5 separate regions of the Mus musculus genome follow, and regions 1, 2, 4 and 5 are each linked to region 3. The links are chromatin contacts, called in public Micro-C and promoter capture Hi-C maps. All regions are on one chromosome and are shown on one strand. Each heading gives the region's core, a stretch centred on a gene start, on an enhancer-like site or on the middle of the called end of the contact. The rest is flanking DNA. Distances are from core to core; before and after follow the strand shown.

The links. Promoter capture Hi-C pulls out the DNA fragments that hold promoters and counts their contacts. Hi-C and Micro-C count contacts between places; a contact is called where the count stands out from the background.
Region 1: a contact with region 3 is called in a Micro-C map of embryonic stem cells, with 12 times the contacts expected there. The contact joins the enhancer-like site here to the promoter of Pantr2 in region 3. A contact is called at or near these places in 2 of 39 promoter capture datasets (embryonic stem cells and stem cell-derived epiblast-like cells), 1 of 15 datasets of contacts at CTCF or cohesin (stem cell-derived epiblast-like cells), 5 of 484 Hi-C or Micro-C datasets (all in embryonic stem cells) and 2 of 115 datasets of contacts at active chromatin or transcription factors (astrocytes and embryonic stem cells).
Region 2: a promoter capture Hi-C map of liver shows a contact between it and region 3, with 7 times the contacts expected there. The contact joins the promoter of Il1r2 here to the promoter of Pantr2 in region 3. A contact is called at or near these places in 2 of 39 promoter capture datasets (hippocampal neurons and liver).
Region 4: a promoter capture Hi-C map of the 3T3-L1 cell line shows a contact between it and region 3, with 7 times the contacts expected there. The contact joins the enhancer-like site here to the promoter of Pantr2 in region 3. A contact is called at or near these places in 8 of 39 promoter capture datasets (the 3T3-L1 cell line, 3T3-L1-derived adipocytes, cranial neural crest and 4 more).
Region 5: a Micro-C map of embryonic stem cells shows a contact between it and region 3, with 6 times the contacts expected there. The contact joins the promoter of Slc9a2 here to the promoter of Pantr2 in region 3. A contact is called at or near these places in 4 of 39 promoter capture datasets (the 3T3-L1 cell line, hippocampal neurons, liver and 1 more), 3 of 484 Hi-C or Micro-C datasets (all in embryonic stem cells), 1 of 115 datasets of contacts at active chromatin or transcription factors (astrocytes) and 1 of 9 other capture datasets (pancreatic islet).

Annotation. Positions count from the first base shown.
Region 1 is chr1:39,935,204-39,937,903 of GRCm38.p6, forward strand. The region is part of intron 2 of Map4k4 (mitogen-activated protein kinase kinase kinase kinase 4); the gene reads left to right. Among named protein-coding and RNA genes, the nearest start is that of Map4k4, 36 kb to the left of the region's middle. Within about 2 kb of position 1,433, at least 270 of the 459 cell types and tissues checked have an H3K27ac peak or open chromatin away from gene starts, as enhancers often do. A contact at or near this core is called in astrocytes and embryonic stem cells, where this site is marked.
Region 2 is chr1:40,083,314-40,086,069 of GRCm38.p6, forward strand. It overlaps Il1r2 (interleukin 1 receptor, type II), which reads left to right and starts at 1,401. Exons shown (of 9, transcript NM_010555.5): 1 at 1,401-1,506. Gm16894 (predicted gene, 16894) reads right to left here and starts at 2,538. Exons shown (of 4, transcript NR_037980.1): 1 at 2,300-2,538; 2 at 1,831-1,974; 3 at 1,654-1,701.
Region 3 is chr1:42,712,038-42,714,737 of GRCm38.p6, forward strand. Pantr2 (POU domain, class 3, transcription factor 3 adjacent noncoding transcript 2) reads right to left here and starts at 1,417. Exons shown (of 4, transcript NR_110495.1): 1 at 1,318-1,417; 2 at 166-268. All of the region lies in intron 1 of Gm46091 (predicted gene, 46091), which reads left to right.
Region 4 is chr1:40,599,877-40,602,576 of GRCm38.p6, forward strand. It overlaps Slc9a4 (solute carrier family 9 (sodium/hydrogen exchanger), member 4), which reads left to right. Exons shown (of 12, transcript NM_177084.3): 3 at 894-1,153. Among named protein-coding and RNA genes, the nearest start is that of Gm35801, 21 kb to the left of the region's middle. Within about 2 kb of position 1,450, at least 30 of the 459 cell types and tissues checked have an H3K27ac peak or open chromatin away from gene starts, as enhancers often do. A contact at or near this core is called in hippocampal neurons, where this site is marked.
Region 5 is chr1:40,680,294-40,682,993 of GRCm38.p6, forward strand. Slc9a2 (solute carrier family 9 (sodium/hydrogen exchanger), member 2) reads left to right here and starts at 1,419. Exons shown (of 12, transcript NM_001033289.2): 1 at 1,419-1,872. The coding sequence starts at 1,581.

The DNA.
Region 1 (2,700 bases), core at 183-2,682, 2.8 Mb before region 3:
TCAAGGCAGGAGAGTGGGGAAACTTTGTGGGACCTCAGAACCCTGGGGACACTAATGATTCTGGACTGTAAGCGATTGTTTTCTCCCTTAAGGCTATCCCAGACTCTGTGGAGTCCTGGTTCGTGCTCAGTTGGATCAAGGGCATTTTACCTTGTCTCCTTCCCCTCTGGAATTACTCAGCTTTAAATTCTAGTGTAAATTGTGATTCTATTCACCTTAACAAAAGTTTGATTTTTTTTCTAAGTAAAAAACCCAAAACTGGAAACAGGATTGTTGGCTTATGTTTTGGGACAGGCCACCCTGCTTTGTCTCCTTTTATCAATTATTAGCGATGGGTCCCCATGAAATGTATTTATCTGATTCTCAGTACCCTTATTTGAAAAAAACAGAGCCATTCATAGTGACTAACAGGGTTGTAAACTTAAGCACCAAGTGTCTCTCTCAAGGCTGAATGTCGCAGTTGTTACTGCTGCTGTGCTGGACACTGGAGAAAGGAGGAGTATTGGTCTAGCAGTCCTGAAGAGCTCACTGTCATTCCGAGGCAGCTCTGCCTGTCAGCAATTGATTCAATATGCGGTGGTAGATGATAGGATGCCATTCACATTGAAGGACAGAGTAGCTGTCCAAGGCAATGGGGCTCTGTACTGAAAGCCTGGAGTAAGCTCGGGTACTGTCTGACTTCAGCGATTCACTTTGGATGAGGTTGTTTCCCCCAAGCTTTTTAGGTTGAGTTGCTTCTTGTCTCCTTGGTTTCCTGAGCCGCACTCCCAGCACTCCCCGCACTCCCCGCTCTCCCCGCACTCCCCGCTCTCCCCGCACTCCCCGCTCTCCCCGCACTCCCCGCTCTCCCCGCTCTCCCCGCACTCCCCGCTCTCCCCGCACTCCCCGCTCTCCCCGCACTCCCCGCACTCCCCGCTCTCCCCGCACTCCCCGCTCTCCCCGCTCTCCCCGCTCTCCCCGCTCTCCCCGCACTCCCCGCACTCCCCGCACTCCCCGCTCTCCCCGCACTCCCCGCTCTCCCCGCTCTCCCCGCACTCCCCGCACTCCCCGCTCTCCCCGCACTCCCCGCTCTCCCCGCTCTCCCCTCCCGCTCTCTCGCTCCCATCCTCCTGCTCGCTCCTTGCTTGCTCTCCCTGTCCCTTTGTGCTTTCGTTTTATGTTGGCTTACAGTGAATGTGTGTGTATCAAAGAGTAAAGCATCTTTACTGGAGTGCTAACCTGGGCATGAACAAAAACGACGAGCAAGGACTTCCCACTTCCTCTGCTGCTGCCTCTAAACCGGAAACACAAACCTGGTGGCAGAGCTTAGTGGACAAAAGTTTTGCTGAGTATTTGATGCTTTACATATGACAGGCAGTCTTCCTCACATTGCTAGAAGTGACAGGAAAAGAGTCCTGTGTCAGGTCAGTCACGGCCCTCACTGGTGCAGCTCGCGGGAAGGAGGAGCATTGATTGGCCATTGGGATCAAGTGTGTATCCAGGCTCCAGTCACAGCCACTGTAATCCGCTTCCACAGATGTGTAGTGCGCCCCCATGCGGCAGGGCCACGTGAGTGCTTCGTGGCGATTTTGTTGGAAAGATGCTGTCACCCTTTGTTTCTGTTCTGTCAGCCCCACCTCAGATGCGGTTACCGTTGTTTTGTTTTGTTTTGTTTTTGTTTTTTCCCAAGAAGAAAACTACTACAATGCCCTCTACTGCTGTGCCAGGGGCACAGACGAGCTGGCTGTTTGGTGCTGAATTTGATTTATAATTTAATGAAATTTTGTTCATTAAAAATGTAATTTTTTACTCAGTGAATTTTAGATGTTAGATTTGTAGATTTGCCCTTTGAGTAGTACAGAGCACTGTGCTGTCCTTTGTGTTGGGGAAGAGAGAGTTTGCCTGAGTCTTGGATGTGTGTGTCGGCATGTGTGGTGGCATGTGCAGGGTGGGTGGTGCCTGGGAGAGCTTCCAGGCCTTGTCCAGGTGGCGTTACTGTCCACACAAAAGGCCTGCCCACTTCCTAGTGTGGAGGCACAAATTCTTCATAGAAACTTGAGGCTTTTAGCCTAAAGTGTTTTTATGAAATAGAAGGTTTTACTTGAAAGGACCATTCACAACTACATAGGTTAACAAAACATTTTTGGGTTCCTGCCCTTTTCCCCAGACAGAGTTTGAAGTTGGCATCCCAGGGAAGAGTTGACTCTGAGGGTGTAGGTTGAAACAAATCCGACAGATTGGTTTCGGGTAGTTTTTGCGCACTTAGGTCCCAAAAAGTCTATATCTCGTTGGGTCCGAGGATGTGATGTGATGTGATGATTCTGGTCTCCCTGGAAGGAACAGGCATTGCAGGGCTAGGATAATTAAAGACTTCCTTAAAGGAGCGAGCAGGTATTCTCAGCTTGTAATTAGAAAGGTCTGTACTGCATGTGACTGCAAATTAAAACAGCTCGGTTGGAGAGGAGTCTGCTTGGTGAGCCCGGCAGCCTTGTTTATTTCTTCTTTTCCCAAAGGACTGCTTTTCTCCCTTAAGTTATATAGGGATTAGAGAAGCAGCCTGGCACACAGAGTTATCAACAAACAGCCACAACTAGCTGTTGCGTTATCTCAGTACTAATTGTGCCTGTGTTGGGACAAGAAGTCAGCTTGATTACCCTTTACAGCCGTGAAAGATAATCCACTAGGCTTGGGGTAAACTGCTCTCACTTGTTCCACCACTTT
Region 2 (2,756 bases), core at 151-2,650, 2.6 Mb before region 3:
GCATGGGAAATGACCAAGATCCTTTGAGGTTCAAGATGCCTGTTACCCAAGATGCTTGTTGCAAATGCTGAGGTAGAGACTCCTCCTCAATTAGACCCAATGTGGTTCTGGCTCAGAAACCAGAAGCCACCCATGGAAAACCTGTGGCAAGGTACTTTTAAGTGACATGCAGCCCAGAGAGTGGAGGAAGGTGACTGGAAGACAGTATGTGTGAGCCACCAACATCATGCATGCATGCCCAGTTTGAGGGGGTGGTCTGAACTCTGAATACTTTGACACATTGTCTTTACCATTCATTTGTCTTTAGCAGATACAAATTCTGCGATATTGATGGAAGAAAATATGGTCATCAAATACCTAGGATAAAATTCACAGTGAGACAATATGTGGTGGAGAATTCTAAGCCCTACTCTGGTCAGCTGGGCAACAGAAGGACTCTTTGTCATACAAACAATTCTTTCTCATAAGTACTTCACAAATTAAGGACAGGGAGAGAAAACATGGGCTTCAGACTCCTTTTGGGGAGGTAAGATGAAGGCGGGGGTGGGGGGCAGGGGATGAGATTTGCATTTGTTCTTATTCCTACATCATTCTGGAGGTCGGAGGTCTGCATGGGCCTCAGTGGGCTAGAATGAATTGTAGTCCATACAGGGTCCCTGGAGCCACAAGGGCAGCATCCATGTCTTGGGTTTTTGTCCAGCCTCTGGCTCTCTGGCTCATGGACTGCAGCACTACACACACCATCCTCTTCCTCCTTTGGCTGTCTTACCACTTTTTCCTGAAGCACCAAACCCGAGCCTGTCTCCGGACCTGGAAATCCTTAACTTACATTAGCAGTCACTTTCTCTACATTAAGCAGCATGTTCCCAGCTTCCAAAGACTCAGACAAAAAGTTAAAAACAAAACCAACCAAACAAACAAACAAACAAAAAGCCAAACAAAGGCCCCCCTAAAACAAGCCCATCCATTTAATCCTCCTCCTAGTCAAGAAGAGTTCCTTGGGGGTGGGAGTGGGGATCTTGTGTCCCACTCATTTAAAACCCTCCTTTTCTCTTTAATGGGACCATGGTTGGGTTTTAAGCAGCATCCAGCAGATGGGGTGAAATCTTGCCTGTGAAACTGTTTACAACTTCTTCATGTACAGCCAGCATCACTTTAAAATGTGTTCTTGGCTGGAAGCATGCCATTCTAGCGACACACACACACACACACACACACACACACACACACTCAAATAAGGAAACTCAGAGTTTCCTAGGCCACTTCCCCATATGGCAAGGATGTACGCACAAAGCACCATGAGCAGGGTGCTCCCCGTGAGCAGGGAAAAGGTGTGTCCACCACCACCCAATTAGAGTGAGTGACACAGGCCAGTTAGGAAACCACAAGCAGGAGCCTATAAATCCCTGAGGGGGCTGCTGGGACATCACAGAAGGTGAAAGTCTGGCCCAGCAGCCTTCCCCAGTCAGGCAAGAAGCAGCAAGGTACAAGAATACACAGCTCCAGGTAAGAAGGTGGGAAAGAGGCAGGGGGAGACACCAGGAAGCCAGTCACCAGTCAGACACCAGTCTGAACATCAGGTCTGCTTTTAGTGGGTCCTCAGGCAACCCTCTATGAGTCTCCTAGCTTCCTCTGGGTGAGCGGTCTCCTCACCTGTGTGGAGGTCACTTTATTCCTTGATTGTTTTCTACTTCGTTTTCTCTGTTAGAAAAAAAGGGAGGGGGGGGACTACATCAGAGAGCTGCTATTGAATGTCCACAGATCCAGGTAGCAGGGGACAGACAAGCATCTAGAATTCACCTGGAGGAAGGGAGTGGGCTGGGTTCTTACCTTGGGAGGCTGAGCATCTGGGACAGAGCGCAGAGCACGTTGAAAGGCTTTGGGGACTTTCCTAGGGTGATTTTTTTTTTTTAAATGTACCTGATGCCTCTCAGAAACCATAGCTTCCAGGCAGACTGGGCAGCACTCTAAGACCTGCCTGGCACACACAGTTATTAGATAAATGAATGTACTGGTTTTTTTCCCTCCTCTGCTTCTTAAAGTCTCTTCTCTTCAGTCCCCTACTCTATTTTGAAGCCCATTTTTTCCCTTCTGAGCCCTAGCTTATATGTCTCTGACCTCAGCCTCCTTACACAGGGTGATCTTGGCCAGAGCTTCTCTCTGGGTTTCCTACTGTGTAAATAGAGGCAAAAGACTGGCCTGTCCTTCCCAGTCCCTGCTTGCAGTGGGATGTTGCTGGCTTCCGTCCGTGTTCCATATCGGCTTCCATCAACCTCACCCTCCTCTAGCTCTGCCTTACCTGGAGGCTTGCTCTCCGGGATCAGCATCTTGTTCCTACAGGCATAAGTGCAGAAGAATGTCTTCCCCGAGGCCTCTCTGAGCCTCGCCTGCCTCAATGCATTCTTTTCCTTTTCTTAGCTGGTAGTGCTGCGGGGATGGACCCTCCCTCGTGTGCTGCAGGTTGTCCTGGGCTTCCCCAAGCCATTCTCATTCCCAGCTCACCCTCAAATCCTACTGTTTTGACAGCGAGAATGGAGCGATCACGTGACCACGTCCGACTTTTTGACAGTGAGACCGGGGAGATCACGTGATCACGTCCCTCCTCCCATACCCCAGGATAGCAGCGCCAGCCTCTAGGGACAGCAGAAGCGGCAGAAGCGGGTGCTTTTTCAAGGAACTTCCGACTACTCTGTTTATCAGGTCTTCCAACTTGGCCTTTACCATATCTGCCTACGACACGCATTGCTTGGCCCACG
Region 3 (2,700 bases), core at 167-2,666:
CCTTGCACACACAACTGAGCAGGGATTTCCACTTGGGGATAACAAGAGGCTGGCATGGAGACAGAGGGAAGTGGTGGACAGCCTCCTGGAGGTAGCCTTAAGACTGGTAAAACTTCTCTGATACTTTCCCCTCTCCAGACAGCCACAGTCTCAGGAAAGACTCACCAAATGCCATGTCAACCCCGGAGCAAAAAGAACGTGGAAAACGTAGCACTAGTTCTTCATTTTCTCCTTAGCTGTTGAGTTTCACTTGTTCCTCTCACCCCATCTGTGGTAGAAGTTAAAACAACTTGTCCTTTTAAATAGATTTGGGTTTTCAGCATTACTAGAGTACTGGGAGAGAGTGCTTGCCCCAATTCCACATCCAAACCAAGTCGGTTGTAACCAGCCATCTTCAATTATGCTCTCCATAACTCGACAGAATCAGGAATCAAGGTACCATTAGGTACAAGAAGCAACAAACTTTACTAAAAGAAACAAATATAATATTGACCACGGATACATACAAACTCCCTGAAATATCATTTCTACTCTTCTTACTTCTTGGGGACAGGGGTAGGAAGTGGAGTGGGGAGGGATGGTGTAAAAATCTTAGCTGGTTTGAAAAATAACTCGATCATATTGTCTGAGTTTAAAGTTCTCAAGTCTAATCATAAGTAATAAAGTTGTTAATAGTTGTAATTGGTTTCATTGCTCGATGTAACTGGTGTTTTATTTGTGACCCAACTAAGCTTTGTAGCAAAGTACAGGTGGTTCAGAATCCATAAAAGGGAAGTTATTCCTTCTCAGGCAACTTTTCCCAATAGAAGGCAAAGTGAAGACGGCTGTCTCACACATTATCTCCTCTGCTTTGCTTTTTTTTTTTTTTTGAACACTATAGATCTAGGTTTTAATTTCTCTAGATGTGTGTGTGTATGTGTGTGTGTGTGTGTGTGTGTGTGTGTGTGTGTGTGTGTGTGTGTGTTTGATAGACCTGAAGATGCGTGGCCATCGTGCGTGGGCTCTTGAAAGCAGAGAAGAAACTCAATGTACTCAATGTACACAGAAAAGAACCGCTTTGCTAGCTAGATCAAATGCCCGACCAAGTTCACTTTCCATCCCTTCGCTGGAAGAGGGTCACCCACTGAAAGCGAAAGCTCCGGGGATTTGAGAGGGGCAGCAAGGACGGCTTAGCTTCCTAGGCCTTCTCCCAGTACTCTCTCTTCACACCCCGCTTCAGAGTACTTCTCAGGACTTCCTAATCCGAGGTGCCCACTACGGACTAGCTTCCCCGCGCTCTCCTCAACTCTTACTGGCTCCGCCGCACCCTGGACTCACCCCACACAGTCGGTCCGCTCCATCCAGACTGGAAACAGGTCTGAGTCGGGCAACGCTGGAAGCCACATCTCATCAACACCAATCCACACCAGTCGCCTAGATCTAGGCTGCAGAGAAGCCCGCGACACGCTGCCAATGATGGTGGGGGCAGGGAGGCCATGAAGAACCGCAGCCTCCAGCTGGGTTGCGGCTTTCTTATGGAAATGACCCGCGCTGGCCTACTGGACTCAAGCGGGTTCCATAGTCCCGCACCCCATCTCTCCAAAGCTTTTCCTCCCGCAAACCCTCATCCTCCTCATCCTACCGTGGCTGAACTGGTGGGGGATGAGCTAGAGCTACGCCCCGGCCGCAGAGCGCGGGCCGGGTCTCCCCTCGGCCCGACGGGCTCCAGCTCCGCATTAAATATTCATAGCAATCGCTACTTTCTTAAAGGGGAACCCGCCGCGCGGGAAAGTTCCCAGCCAGGGGGACTCACAAAGGAAGGTGTCTGCTCCCTCCGGTCCTAGGGGTAACCGGGCACACAGCTCCTGAACACTTGGGCGAACAGGGAAGGGAAGGGAAGGGAAAGATCAGAGTACCCGCTCGCCTACAGTCAAGACACTTCCTAGAGACTGCGAAAGAAGAGATATTTGGAAAGCTTTGGAAGCCCCGATCACTCGTCGCATAATTATTTAAAAATAAGTGGTCACATCTAATGCTTCAGGGTTTCCAGGGCCTTTCATTAGTTTCTTTCATTTTATAGTTTTAAAAGGACGGTGGTTTGACTTCATTCAGGCGTCATCCGCCCGGGGACCAGAAAGTTTGCTCTGTATTGCTTGAAACATGCACTCGGGGAACTTAGAAACATCACTTTGAGAGCCTAAAACAAAACCTGCACCTGTCCCATGGCTGATGTGCAGAGCTGGAGCTTGAGAACTCAGAACCCTTGTGGGGGTACTCGTGGGGAGAATTGGTCTGAACCCCAGCGCCACTGCTCAATTCCAGGCCTCTTTCTTCCAGAGCACGGAGGGCCTGCATAGATGTGCAGTCCTCGGCCTTCCGGAGGCCGAAACCCATCTGCCAACTGCTCAGCAGGGACCAGGAGAAAAGCGGAATGGGAAAGGAAGAGGAAGCAGAGAAAGTTCTGGGCCCGCTGCGGAGGAGGCCCTGCCTGGGATGCACCCCCGCCCGGGGCCAGCTGACCCGTGACCGCTCCTCCTGGTGCCAGGCGACGCCCGCGCCCTGGTGTGCTTTCACCCCCACATCCCCCCCCCCAGCCCCCCCCCCCCCCCCCCCGCTCACGCCCACTCCACACTCTCTCTCTCGATAAGGCTCTTTTTGTTCCGGACCAGGAGCACTTTCACAAATGGTTAGAAAGTCTTGAGCGCCATCTAACGGGAACAG
Region 4 (2,700 bases), core at 200-2,699, 2.1 Mb before region 3:
TACTCCTTCCAAATGTCTGACTCCTCCCAGGGGGACGTGTGGGAAGCCACATGTGCCGTTGCAGAGTGGCGCTGGCTACTGCTGGCCACCACGCATAAGTTTGGACAAACAACCAATGTGTACATATGCAGTAAAGCTTTTTGCCAAGACACTGCCTGGCCCGGGTATGATAATGAGGTTCTGTGAGGTACTGAGAGAGAGTAACCAATCAGATGAGGAACGTGCAAATGAGATATAGTGCATAACCAATCCGGGTGTGAGACACGCCTCTCCTAGGCCTATATAAGCAGCACCAGTTCTGGGCTTGGGGTCTCTTCGCCTCCGCAATCAAGCTCTCCCAATAAACGTGTACGGAAGGATCCTGTTGCAGCGTCATTACTGCTGGCCAGTCCAGGCGCGTACAAGAGGGACCCAGAGAGAGTTCCCCTCTAGTGTGCCTTCTGCGCTCTCTACTGAGGGAGATTAACAGTGTGCACTCTTTAAAGAAAAAGGTGGAAGGCATTGCAGAGTCCTAGAAAAGGTTCAAAGCAGAGACATGGCACAGAGAATGGCTCACAGGAAGTGCTCACTTGTTATAAGCACTTCCCGTTGGTGGAAGAGTTGCTCTTGTGAACGGGGTGAAATAATCATACAATATGTGTACAGTATGTAATAAGCAAATTGAGGTAATTCACATCCCCACCTCCTTAAACATTTGTCATGCGCTCAATTATGAAACCCAGCACTTCCCCTTTCTTCACTGAATCTGAACATGTTGTGCGTCTAAAACTTGGGTAGCTGTGTTAATCTCTGTGCCGTTGACTCGTGTACTCTAATTGAATGTGAAGTCAAGAATCCATGTGTAACATATTGCTACTTTCCACTTCATGTTTCTCTCATTTGTACTTCTCCAGGTCTTATACAACATACTAATTGCCTTCACTAAGATGCACAAATTTGAGGACATAGAAGCGGTGGACATTTTGGCTGGGTGTGCCAGATTCGTCATCGTGGGGTGCGGGGGAGTATTTTTCGGCATCATATTTGGATTCATTTCCGCATTTATCACACGTTTCACTCAGAACATCTCTGCGATTGAGCCCCTCATCGTCTTCATGTTCAGCTATCTGTCTTACTTAGCAGCCGAGACGCTTTATCTCTCAGGAATCCTGGCGTGAGTACAACCTTACGGATGGAGTCACGTGGGAATGTGTGGATGCTAGCTGGCTTGGGTATCTGGGAAAAGCCTGATGTTAGTCCCCCGAGGCACTGGAAGGTTTAGAATTTCTTAACTTTCTGAAAGCTGAACCTGGTCCTTTGCCAAACAAATGTTCTCTCCGACATTTGCCTGAAGAACGTCTGGCGATCAGGATGCCAATTTAAAATGTTCAGGAAAAGCTGGTACGAAGCAGAGCTGGGAACACTTCAGGCTTGAAGTCCATCTGAGTAGTTTCTTCTCTTCCTGGAAAAATAAAGTTGAGAGCCAGGCATAGGGTGCATGCTTTTAATCCCAGCACTCAGTAGGCAGTCAGGTGAGTTCAAGGCCCTGATCTATATAGGGAGTTTCAGGGCCTCCAGGGAGAGTTTGTCTTAGTAATAGTAATAATAATAATAATAATAATAATAATAATAATAATAAAGTTGTAAAGTAGAAAGAAAGCGGGCCACAAGGAACTTCCACTCTGGGCTCTGCCTGTCATTATTTGCCACGAGCCCCATCACACCCACAGTGACCCCACACTGAGACCCCACACCTCACACCCCCATCCCACACCACATATCCCACACCCATCCCACACATCACACACCCACACCACACACCACATACTCAGCCCACATACCACACACCCCACACCCATACCACACACCATACACCCTACACCCCCTACCCCACACCCCCCACACCCACCCTACACCCAGCAGGAGGGAGTAAAGCTAAGTCGGTAAGCATGAACACCCAGTACTTTGTCCCAGTGAAGACATCTGCTTAGGTGTTCAACCTCATGTCCTCCTAAACTGAAGCCTCTCAGTTGACTCCTTAGATCTGGTTTTGTTTTCTTCCAGACATTGTCCAGATATCCAACTATCTGGGCAGAAAGGTTTAATCATACAGAAATTGTATAGAAATCCCTATGTCTATTAAATATAGTAGTATGGACTTTAGGTAGCATTATTTATTTATTTTTTCTCACCTAAAAATGACCACAACTTCATGGACACAGAAAGAGGCTTTCTTTACTTTGTAAATGGGTGAGGAAAAGGAAAAACTGGAAATATTTGAATAACACTTATGTAAGAAATACTGTCTGGGAGCTGGAAGGAGTGTGCACATAATGACAGTACTCAGGACATAGAGGCAGAAATGTTCCTTTTTTCTTTCTTTTTTCTTTTTTTTTTTTTAATTAAAAAGAGTGTGCTGAGTGTGCTATACAGCACACTGAAGTAGATGTACTTGGATTTAAGGCAGAGTCAAGTATTTTCTAGTTAGAGTTGGGGCTGAAAAAGCTCTTAGTAAGGGGAGAGAGGTCCAGGCACATTACTGAAAGACCTGCCAGTATGCGCATGTGTGTGTGTGGTACAGTGTGAGTGTGTGAGTATGTGTGACTGTATTGTGTGATGTGTGTATGGTGTATGTGTGACTGTGTGTGAATGTGATAGATGTGTATAGTATGTGTTTGTATATGTGTGTGCTATATGTGTGTGGCATATATGTGATGTGTA
Region 5 (2,700 bases), core at 169-2,668, 2.0 Mb before region 3:
GAGGAAAAGGGTTAGGCTCTGCCTGTTTCAGTAAATCTTTACAAGGAAACAGAATCTTCACAGGCAGTTCCACTTCAAAGCTGGAAAACTGATACATTCTGTGCCGATTCTGTATCAACCCTGAGACCCATTCTACTTCGGGCTAGAATGGTCCCTGCCTTTCCCAGACTCAAAGGTTCCTTGCTTGCCTCTATTCAGATGGCCTCCGACGACTGACATCTCACAGATTCTGTTAGACCTTTCTGTGTCAGACTGAGGGGTGTATAAACAAGAGCCGGAACCCTGTGGGAAAGATAAGAATTTTTATTTTATACGTTTAGGGGAAACCGTGTGGGTTAACTGGGAGGCAGATGGTTTGGTTTCGGTTCCTTTCAGTTTCTCACCGTGAGGACACCGGGACAGTGGGATCGCAGGCAGGGCACCTGGCAATGCCCCTGCGGAAGGTCGGGCTCGGGAGAAGGGCCAGTTGGCGCTGGGAGAATCCCGCTTTTCCAAACCGCAGTCCATCCTGTAATTAGCCGAACAAGTCCGTCTAAGCTAGGCAAATCACTGGTTTTCCACGAAATAGTTATGTTTCTGATGCCCTCAGACAGATTCACCTCGAAGCCTAAAAACAGAGACTTTTTCGTCCCCAAAGCTGGGGGAGGGAAGAAAAGTGGAGTGCACACTGTTACAAGGAGTGGAAAAGCGGAAAGACAAGGGTTCTGGGAGAGCGTGGGAGCGCTGAGTTCTCAACCGGGAGTTTCGGTGCGCAGAGAACAGGCTGTGTTCAAGGTGCTTTGCTCTTCCTTCTCATCTTTCCGAGGCCCCGAGAGGCTCCCCTCGGTGAGTCGGTCTCTGCAGACCCAGCAGTGGCGAAGGCTCCCCAGTTCCTCCGCGCCCGGCGTCGCCTCCCTGCCTGAGCCCGCGGCGCCTCCTCGCGTGCCAGCGCCCCGGGGTGTCTCCTTGCAGGAGCCTGCGGGGGGAGGGGGCAGGGCGCGACGCGTGGGTCGCGTCGGTCCCAGCCCTGATGGACGGCCGACGCTGCCTCCGGGGCGGGGACAGCTCAGGCCACCGTGCGCACCGAGCACCTAGTGCACCCACAGCTCCCGGGCTCCCAAGAACAGCGGCTCTTGGTCCGCGGGCGGGCTAGAGAGCGGCGCGACCTTCGCCCCCGCGTCGACTGTGGGTTGCGGCAGGTGCGCGTCGCACCGGGTCTCCGCGTCCTCCCGCCCCGCCACCGGGGCGCCGCGCCCGCCCCGCCCCGCCCCCGTCCCCGTCCCCGCCCGCCCTCGGGCCGCCCCGGGCAGGGCCTGTAGCTGCCAGGCATGGGAGGGCGGCCGGCGGCGGAGGGCGGCTGAGCAAGGCTGAGCGCGGCCGAGGGACCGCGCAGTGGCCTCCTGTCGCTGCGCGCTCCCCTCCGGGCCCTGCGAGGTTCACACCCACCGAACTGGTTGGCGACAGGGCCCCGACCCCGTGGAGGCGGTGGTGTGGTACTCTCGCAGTCCCGTTGAGTTAGTAGTGCTGTCCCTCCCGCGATGCTCTGAGGGAACCCAGATCCTACACCAGCGTCCTCTGCTGCGCTCATAGCTGCCGACCCCATGGGCCCCCGGGGCACCGCGCACAGCGTGCGGGCGCCACTGTCTTGGCTGCTGCTGCTGCTGCTGTCTCTGCAGGTGGCAGTGCCGGCGGGCGCGCTGGCCGAGACCCTGCTGGACGCACCCAGGGCCAGGGGTGCCAGCTCCAACCCGCCAAGTCCTGCCAGTGTGGTGGCCCCGGGAACGACGCCGTTCGAGGAAAGTCGGTTGCCCGTGTTCACCCTGGATTACCCCCACGTGCAAATCCCTTTCGAGATCACTTTGTGGATCCTACTGGCCTCCTTGGCCAAGATTGGTAAGGAACTGTACCCGTGGGTGGGGGCGGGGACGATCAGACTGGGGATCCTGGTGGGTGACTCGCCAAGTAGGCAAGTAGTTGGTCTCAGATAGTGGCCAGCTCCTCCTGCACCAAGGCAGCCTTGGACGGACAGATTAGCTCCTGTGGTTGAAAGATCTCCTGTTCTTAATCCGACGCTGGCCTTGGAAAGCCGGGAAAGACTGGCCCATAGCATAGAGACCCACTGTGAACTTCTGCTTTGAGCGTCAAGTTTGACAGGTCTGTGCCAAAGTTGAGGGAGACTTGCTTGCTAACTGAGGCAGGGCTTAGCTAGATTGTATATCATCTACAAGTAGAGAGGAGAGTGGAAGTGGGCAAGATCTTGGATGGGAGAGGGTGCGTTGGCAGAACACAGACCCTCCTCATGTCCCTGTCTGATGAGGTGCTTAAATTGGGACTGTGGACACCTAAATGCTTGCCACTACAACACCAGTGCCCTGTTCTTTCTCTCTGGGCTCTCTGGGCTCCTTCCTCTCTAGAAAGCCTTTTCTTCTTTAGAGGTAACTGGAGCCAGGGAGACCAGCTATTAACAAATAATTAACCCATCCCCAAGCTCAGCCCGTTTTCTCATCTGTTAACCTGATCACTCCATCATAACGCCCGCTCACCATTTTACTCTGTATGCAGTATTAAAGCACATTCGCTATCGCTGTACTGTTCAAAATGTATGAGGTCAGAAGAACGCGGTGTTTTCTATGCTTTTGCATTCACCTTGTGGGATGCAGCTTTCCATACATCTCAGCCTTTCTTAGGGAACCTTTCTGATGATCAGGGTGAGGCATCGAT